Linked DNA regions of Aphis gossypii: region 1 is linked to region 2. A link is a contact called in public Hi-C data. All regions are on one chromosome and are shown on one strand. The core of a region is the stretch at or near the end of the contact, and the rest is flanking DNA. Distances in the headings are between cores, read along the strand shown. Region 1 holds the start of LOC114123124. Region 2 holds the start of LOC126550976.

Region 1 (5,152 bases), core at 1,102-3,601, 250 kb after region 2:
TACGGTTTGTCAAATGAAATTATTATTATTGACACACGTAGACACTTCATACTTGCCCCGCACAGCATAGATATAATATCATTTAGATATATTTATTTAATATTTTAATAATAAATAAATATTTAAGAAAATATTTCGATCATTATTAAATGTCGAAATCTCATTGACAATACATTTAAAATATTTAATTTTGATTAAATAACCACTATGTGTACCGCCCGCTCAACAGTACGGGCTACTCGAGGACCACTCGGTGACGTCTGAGAGCGAAATGAATGAATTGAATAATAATAATAGTTTTTGCGGGGCGTGGGTAGGCAATTCAATAGCCGAAGTCTTATAATAATTAATAGGGTAGGCAATATAATGTGCACTACGACAACGAGACAGGAAATGATGAACAAGGGAAATAGGATGTGACAGTTTATTTATGAGGGGGGATCTCTGTGGTCGAATCGATCTAGTGCAACGACCACAGAGTTTACATGACGAGTCAAACATCACAGGGTTTATCTATAAAAAATGTAGATTTTGAAAAAAGTTTGTATAACAGGGGATCGTGTAAATATACAAACTAAAATATTATTAAGTATATCATGGTATTAGCTACATGGCCATATTCATTCATCAATATTTAACAGTGTATAGTCATTAAATTTAGTTTTTTTTTTCATGATTTGCTAATTTTTTTTGTGTTAATCAAAGTTCTTTATTTTATGGGATAATATTTGAAACAAAAAAAATTATCTTCGAATCACCTAACATAGTAAGAGGATCGTACCTTAGATTAGGGAAATATCTCGTTTTCAAGTTACAACAAGCCGTATATTGCGCCGCTCAAACGACACAACATACAATTGTGTTGTTTGAATTGCTGCGTACTGTTGTAGGCGGGGTGGTTAACTTAACATGTTATCAGTTATTATATTTGACGAAGATATAAAGTTTATATTTTGTACTTTGTACAAAAACGTTTCTTAAAATAATTCTATCTTAAACACCGTAATAAAATAAACGGCACTTAAGGAATCCACGTTTTTTGGTATAATATTAAACATGTTAAAAAAATGGGTATTTTTGATGATTTAAAAACTATATGAATCATATAAAGTGCGTACTGCCGGTGGATTATCACAGTCCAAGAATATTCCATAATTGCGTCTGAAGGATGGCGTGTGGACAAATTATGAGCTATTTTGTTTTTAATTGTATACTGATAATAAAATAAATATTTAACTTAATCGAATTATTTAAATCACAATAGGACAAAAAAAGTTGAACGAGCAAAAACCGTTCAACAAATTATGTTATGTTTATAAACATCTGCAAAATTACTTTTTTTGTAGCTATATATTATGACATTTGAAAAATGTTAGAAGTAGCTTTAGAATGACATCAATCGGGCGGGCAAGCACACTCAGAACTTCGTCATTATAATATTATTTTACATTATAATATTGTATCGGACAGTGTTTCCAGTTAAAAATTTGACGAGTTCTGATTTAATTCTTAAAAGTCTCAATTTTTAGGATTAAAATATTAAGATTATTTTTCTTTTAAGGTCGGACCTCAAAATTAATTGAATATATTTTGTAATTATTAAATATTTATATTATGTTATTATATTTAATATAATATTGCATTTCAAGAAAACATTTTTATAATACAATAAATCTTAGTGTTTTCAGTTGAAATTTAACTAGTTCAAGTTCAAGTATATTGTGTTTATATCACATAATCATTATATACACCACAATAAAGACAATTTAAGATATGTATATTGTTTATATTGCACTGAATATTGTTTTTAAATAAACTTAATACAACAATACCGTTTGATATTAACAAACGTAACGTTTAAAAAACTTATAAATGTACAGCTCTAAACATATAGATACTCAGTCTCTAGATAGGTACAATTTACCTTGATTATCAGTCAAGCATAATAATGTATAAAGATAATAAGGAATCATATATTATACTATAGATACAATGTCTAATAGCCAATATTTTGTATACTGATATAATCATTAGTTGACATTATTCCATCTTAAAACCTATACTTCTTATCGATAAATACTAGCATTATATTCGCATTAAAAATATGCTCTCATGTTTTAAACCTGAAATTATAAAAAAAAACTGTTGACACTGATACTTGATATTATTATAATCATATTATTGTTTCAGTGATAAGTGATAATAAATCGTAATAATAAACAGCAACACTCAACAGTTAACACTCGTCGGTAAGCGATAGAATTGTTGACAACAATCCGATTTATATCGAACTATAGAAGAAGCAATACGCATTCAGTTACGGTTTAACGATCGGAATGTTTGGTTTGTCGAGCATTTGATATTTTAATTTTTTCATAACTTAACGATAATGTTTAATTGGTTATGGGCAAGTATTCAAATTTCAAAGCCACCATGTAAAGAAAAATCTAAAAATTGAATTCAATTCAAAAACGACGTTTATGATCCGTCGTTACAAGGAGAAATGTGTAGTAATTCTTCAAATTTCCATGAACGTATAAAAATTTCATTAAATAAAATATATTTTAAATTTAAACGAAATAAAGTTTATCAAAAAATGTTTATAGAATCCTATGTGGACAACGACCGACCCACTGTTTCAAGCTCTATTAATGTTGTTCATCCATTTCATCCTGTACTAGCTAACAACACAAGCTTCATATCTGAGCCTAGTAAGTATCATAGTGAAGACTTATAATTTGTAGTATGACTTATGTTTATGTATATTACAATATATTAACTTTAAAATTTATACAGTTTCAAATTTGATACTATAGATAAAAAACGTTCGTACTTAAATATTCAATGAAGATAGTAGAATAGCACTATTTATTTTATACTGCAATTGTAATTTTTTTTTAGGTACCTTACAACTTACAATATATTTTATAATAAGTTAAAATAACGGTATTGAATTAAATATAATAATTATTTAATAATTTGATTTATAATTTGTATTGTACTATTGTAGTGATTTCGACTATGCCCTGACCAAGAATAAAAAAGTACTTTTTATGCAAAGGAAATAGAGGAAATAATTTTCTCAAATAGGTAACTTTTTTTGTCTTCCCTCAAATAAAAAAACAAAAAGTTCTTATGAAGACGAGTTACAAACATATTTGAATAGTCTATCTAACGATATCAGTATGTTGCTGTATTACTCAGCTGTTATGAAAGTTTTTTTTTGAATACAATGCACCATTGCCCCCAAGTAATCACGTTACTATCGGAATGACAGTTAAACGTTACAACTTTTGTGACGAACTATTTGAAAAACTTGTCTTTCTAAAATAAAATAAAATACCATTAGATATAATGTAGCATTAATTAATTGAAAATATGATAGTCAAATTGTTTGTAATTTGAATAATATTTTTAATTTAAATTAAATGAGAAATCAACATCAATTATTTATTATTTTAACTTTAAAGATAAATACGTATTAATATTAATAATGTTTAATACGTATGTACTTATGGGTGTTGTGAACCAAATAAATACATCAAAAAAAATATATATAAACATACTGTTATTGACAATTATTTTTAAGTTATTATTGTGTAGGTACTATAGCTGTATGTAAGTAATCTTATGAAGTTTTCTTGATTTCAATATTAAATATAAAAATATAAATATTATTAAATATTTCACTCTATTACTTACACATTGTAAAGTAAAATAATCTCTCTATCAATTATTGGTGATGTCTTACGTCGATATATAGTGGAGTATTTGTTACACACCAATTGAGTTGAATTCGTATTTTAATTATTATTATTATCTAATTGTTATTTTGGAATTTTCTAGTATTTTAATATTGTGTTTCTTTTAAAGTCTCCGTTAGTATGATAATTTTTATCTACATATAAAATACACATTTATGATAATTATGAATGATGTGTTATTATTTATCAGAAAAATTCGACATAGTTAATCATGTAAATTTATTTACTGTAAATTTATCAGCTACCTACTTCCTATCTATTTATAACTTATGTAAAGTACGTAACATAATAAAGCAAATTTAACGTTTTTAACCAATTCACAGAACTGTTATTTTTTTGAGGCGGATTAATGAATTTTTTTATTGCTATAATAAGGAACCAGTAAAAAAATTTCTTAAGAATCTAAGCCATTACCAAGTTGAAAGTTCAATTAAAGTTAAGTTGTAAATTTTTATATTTTCTACGTTTAATATATAATATATTGTTTCTAAATAATACAGATATCGAGATATGTTCGCGAAAATAATTATTTTCATCATCTCAAGTCAAAATTATAATGGTAATGTGGCAGGAAAACATTTTTTACAAACCATATAACACAAAAATTTGACAGTAAATAAATATTTGCATAGTATAACATTATAATGGAAATTATTTCTTTCAATCGATGACTAACGACAGCAATAAACAAATTCTATACTAATATTTATAAAGTATAATAATTTCCAAATTACGCACATAAATAGTTGTATTTTGATTTAAAATCATATAATTTACAGGTACCTATAGGATTTTTTTTAAGTTCAATTGATTAAAAAAAGAATTTATGCGTCATATAATATAATTTATGATGTTAAGTAAAAAAATACATTCAGATATGAACGATGGATTTTCACACAGTTATAATTTTGTTAGATTAAAAAAAAATTCCATGCGTCATAATATTATTATGTAACTATATTTTGATACTATACAAAAAATAACTATAATGTATTAATAATATATTTGAAAATTCCAAACGAAAAACATAGTTTTATCAAATATCATATAGCAATGTACTTAAATATTTATATTTAAATTATGATTTCAAATCATACATTTTTAACTGGATGTAACACTAAACATTTAGTGGACAATATTTTCATATTACAATAAGAGGTACTTACCTAAGAAACATACGATAAGATGTGTCTTCAATAACTATCACTAAAATCACTCTAGAAAACGTATATTTGTGAAATTGTATTTTTTTTTTTTGTATGTTTTCGAGTTTTACGCTTATGTGTTTTAACTTTTCTGTTAATAGAAATCAAAAATCATTTTTCACGAATTTATAATGTTGGAAAAATGTTCTAAGTTGATAAATGTCGGAGTAATAACATTCTCAA
Region 2 (4,956 bases), core at 998-3,497:
ATTATCATTTTTAAGCTATTGAATAGCTCTTGTCGTGGGCCTGGCGTGGTGACTGAAAAAATATTTTTCGTAACGAAAAACCGTAAGATTTTATTGTTAATTATTATTATCTGCGTTCGACGGGCGTCAATGCCGTGTTATATTCCTGACTTGACTGCTGCTGAAAATTTCGGCTATATGACAGAAGCGCCAAAGGCACAAAAATGACCTATCATTTGCGCCAAAATGTGTAGGACATAAGCTCCAATATAATATTGTATACCTAACATGTGAAATAGGCGCCAAAGGTATAAAAATTACAAATAATTTGAGCCAAAATTAAAATTTTGTATAAGTAGATATTTAAAAATTGCTCTTTTAAATAATTATATTGTGTTAAAAAAATTGTCAATAATAAATTATAATATACATGCAAATAAATATAAATTAAAAAAACGGTTGCGATTTTATACAAAAAAAAATATGTCAATAACAAATTATGATATACAATATACATGCAAATAAATATAAATTTAATAAAAAGGTTGTGATTTTATAAAAAAAATGTCAATAATAATAATTTAATAAATTGGTTGATTTTTTAATCCTACTTTTTTCACATATTCTAAACGATTTATTTCACCATCCTGATATTTCTTCCATTGTACAATTATTTCTTCGTGAGATACCCTTAATTTATTGTTAGGAGGAGAGTTCATAAATAAATATGTTTCACTTTGTAATTTTAATAATACATCAATTACTATATGGACGGAACAATGAGCCGAATAAAATTGATCTTTTAAATGTCGATGATATGATTCAGCTGCATTTGTAGTTCGTATAACCTCATTATCCGGAATTTCAGCCCAAATTTTAGGTGGAAAAATACTAGAATCAATGTATGTTTCTAAAACGTAATCACTAAATTTTAAAATTGTTTGATCTTCGGGCGCGATAGACATTAAATCTGCAAAAGCATCAGATACTTCGGTGCACGGAAGAAAAGCCAAACCAAAAAAAGACTTCAACCAAATCCCTATTTCAGAGTTCTTCATGTATTCATTTCGAAGACCCAAGATTTGAATTTTCCGAAACAACGATTGCCCTAAATGAAATTTACAACATTTTATTTTTGAATTGGGAAAAACTGCTAAAAATCCATCATGTGCTGCTTTTTCAAAATCAACTAGGAGTATTTTAGGAGAAAATTCTAAATTATATTTTTCACACAATTTTTGTATGTATTTCCACATTGATTCATAGCAATTTGAAGTTTTACTTGTAGTAGACAGTAAATTAAATGTAAATATCTTCCACAGCTATAACATGTATCGTATATAGTTGGTAAAAGAATTTCGGACAAACGTAAAATGTACCATCGGCAACTAAAAGTGAACTATTGTGGCACATGTATTGGATATTAGATTTAGTGGTCAGAAAAATGATTTTGCTTTCTGTATCTACGTGACATAACGTTTCGTTCCTATTAGTAAAAATATTCCGGTTACTAACTTGATTAATAGCTTCTTCCAATGATTGAGGCGTTTTCGGCAATAATTTACGTCGTTGTCTGTACATTGAAACTCGAATATTTCCAATATCATCTGAAACCATTGCAGTACTTTCAGCAGCACACAACTCGTGACGCATAATTTTCGATGGTCGGTCCGTTATATTTTCGGTTGCTTTTCTTTTACAATTATTGCGCAAAATATGACACTGGGCATCATGATCGTTCACTATTTCGTGTAAATGCTCACCATTAATACTAACAATTGTAGTCATAGATTTATCCATTTGTATTCTAGCAGAACATTTTTTTTTGGTACACCTCAACGACACATTACCACTGGCCATTTCTCGTAAAAATCTATATTTTTACTCTTTAAATAAAATACACACTACACCTTTATTCGTAAAAGTTTTTGTGAAATTCATTTTAACGAATGATGCTTAAACGAATGCGTACAAAGTAGGTACTAACAATATGTTATAAACTTATAATACAAAACTGCCCACACACTGTCTATGTGACAATCTATCGTAATCAGATATATAATCTAATTGTCGACATTTGTCGATTAAGATTAAACATTTGGAGTTTTTGAACGATATAGTTCTAAATTTAATATCTGTTATTTAACATATATTAACCGTGGCACACAGGTACCAAGGATTTTGGCGCTTGTGTACGATACGATTTTGGCGCTTTTGTACGATACGACTTTATTTTTTCTTATCTAATTTTGGCGCTTATGTCTTCCACCGAAAATTTCGCGGGCCACCAGCGTTATCGCCGCCGTGTGACCACCCTCAATGGCTAATCACAGACAATTGTGACGATTAAGACGGGTTTCCACTACATACGTGTACGTGCATAAAAATACTTTTCTGTTATTGGCCGGAGCGTATAAACTTTCTGGTATACCAAAAGCTTACCGTGTATACCAACAAATCACAGAAAAATATTTTCTATTACGTGCGTAGAACGTATGTATAGTGGAAACCCGCCTTTACGCAGCGCCGCAGCTGTATAATACCTAGTCTAAGAAATTATTATAAATCAACTGACATATTTCATTGATTTCACTAAATTCATAATATTGAATGTTTCAAATTCAAACTGTTGTCTTTGTATTCTAACTTTATAATATTGATTTGTAAATAAGTTTCCAAAAGATAGCTAAGGTACTTTTTTTTTCACCAATCTCATTTCAAGTAAGTATGTTGTATGTATACCTACTACTAGAGAGCCTATATAATAAGATATATATATATATATAATATATAATACAATATTATAAAGCCCCTCTGCCTACTACCTTGTTTTTTACTAATACTCATTGCCATAAAATGAGATATTATAACTACAATTCCATTAAAACTATTTTATATATCATTAAAAGCTGTTATACTTATACAGTATATTTATTTTAATTTTAAACACTATGAAAATCGAAAAATATTAGATAGATATTAATATATTATACATTGTTCAGTAAAATATTTTTAAATGATTAGGTATATGATGGAAATAATTAAACAATAATAATAATTCTGTACCGGTATTGAAGTCGTAAGGTTGTTGAATACAGCATTACGAGTAAATGGAAAAATAATAATTTGTAAAGATACTAATACGAATAATAAAATTTTTTTTTCAAACAATATTTTTTTAACTTAATTTTTTAAAATAAAAATAGAAAGGTGCGAATATTATAAAGAGTTTTTTTTTAATAATATATTTTTCATATTACCTATATAACATGAATAATATTATGCGACTTCAATTTTTCTCAATAAATAAAAAACATAATATAATATGTTCTTGCCTATGTATAAGTACCTATTTAATTAGTTTTTTTTTTTGATTATTGTATACGAGTAATATAGGTAAATACTTTTTAATATATATTTTTAAATATATTGTTATACTATTGTAGTGCTGTTAAGTATAAAAAGGTGCAACATTTAATTGTATTAAAAACATTCTTTACAACTTAAAACATAATTTTGTTTTTATAAGTATTTAAATTACATATTCAATTACAAACTTATGATTTCGGTGCCGATACTGGGTTCTATTATTATTGTAGAAAAATTATTTTAATAACTTGTACAATATAGAGTTTTCAGCATTTTATAGTATTTTGAATAAACTTACCGTATATTGTTTAAAAGCTTTTAATGGGCGTTGGTAGAAAAGAAATTGTTTTAATGGAAACGTTGTCTCATTTACCTCATAGGTACTAGTAAAAAAAAATAACTCTTTTGGTGGAAACGAGTATCGTCCGTGACTACTTATCAGTTATAATTTATATAAAATAAAATAATTAACTTTGTGGTTTTCACATAATATCATACAATATTCACAAAACTTAAAAATACACAAAAATAATATTATATATATATATATAATAAAATGCCCCTAAATTGCCTATACAAAGCGCCGTCTTGCCCTATATGCATGAATAAGTAACGATAATAAGTAGTATATAGTTAGTTAGTAGTTATATAACAACTTACTTTGATGTAAACCAAACACATGGAAATTGAGTATTTTTTTATCAATTGTTATTTCAGTTACATTTTATATAGGTTTTTTTTAATCACAATTAAAATATAATAATACTAAATGTATGAATCATATCGAAACAATCGTTGAAAACTTTATACTATATTGTTTTTCTGTTATATAATGTTGCAGGCTAAAGACAAAATTAATATTATGACACGCGCATCTTATATCGCATATAAGATGCGTTTCCCCACAACAAGCCAAACACATAGTAAATAACGATTGTTTACAGGTTTAATAAATTATACAGTTCAAAATTACGATTTATTTATATATCAACTCTAATTTTAAATCGATGGTTAAATATTATGACTGAACAACTCAACGAAACACCAGAAAATAATCGAAATGAGAGACGACAACTCAGTATCTCCATAGACCAGAAATCTAAGGTTAACTCTCAGGTGTCGGATAATTTGGAAAACGATTATCAGTTTTTCCGAAAGTTGGTCAAAAACAACATTTTTCAACTGACTGATGTGTTAGGTACATCAGACACAATAATATGCTTTGTTCACAAATCGATAGAAAAATTATACTCTTTTGTTTTTGTTTGATCGCACTTTTCATTCGACGCAGACCAACGAGCAATTTCGACTTGGTTATGCAGATGCGACGAGGAACGTGACAAGTCGTTAAAATGTGGGTTCATCAAACTAATGCTGGTATCGCTCCAGCACCCTTGCGGTAACATGAAATTATTCCGACACTCAGCCCCGAAAAATTTACCGTATCTGGTCAATACTCCGAATCATGTAAGTGTCTTATATACGTATATTTAATATAATAATAACATTTGCAAAAAGGTTAAGTAATTGAATCCATATAAAATAAGTCATTAAAAATAATACTTTAAGTTTATTTTAAAAATTCACATATTTAGTGTTCGCGTTCAA

The links. Hi-C and Micro-C count contacts between places; a contact is called where the count stands out from the background.
Region 1: a contact with region 2 is called in a Hi-C map of whole body, with 3 times the contacts expected there. The contact joins the promoter of LOC114123124 here to the promoter of LOC126550976 in region 2. A contact is called at or near these places in 2 of 2 Hi-C or Micro-C datasets (both in whole body).

The regions. Positions count from the first base shown.
Region 1 is chr3:8,859,172-8,864,323 of ASM2018417v2, forward strand. It overlaps LOC114123124, which reads left to right and starts at 2,352. Exons shown (of 4, transcript XM_050204154.1): 1 at 2,352-2,534; 2 at 2,607-2,711. The coding sequence starts at 2,504.
Region 2 is chr3:8,605,747-8,610,702 of ASM2018417v2, forward strand. LOC126550976 reads right to left here and starts at 2,248. Exons shown (of 2, transcript XM_050203731.1): 1 at 1,495-2,248; 2 at 561-1,301. The coding sequence starts at 1,839. The coding sequence ends at 561. It also overlaps the pseudogene LOC114118921.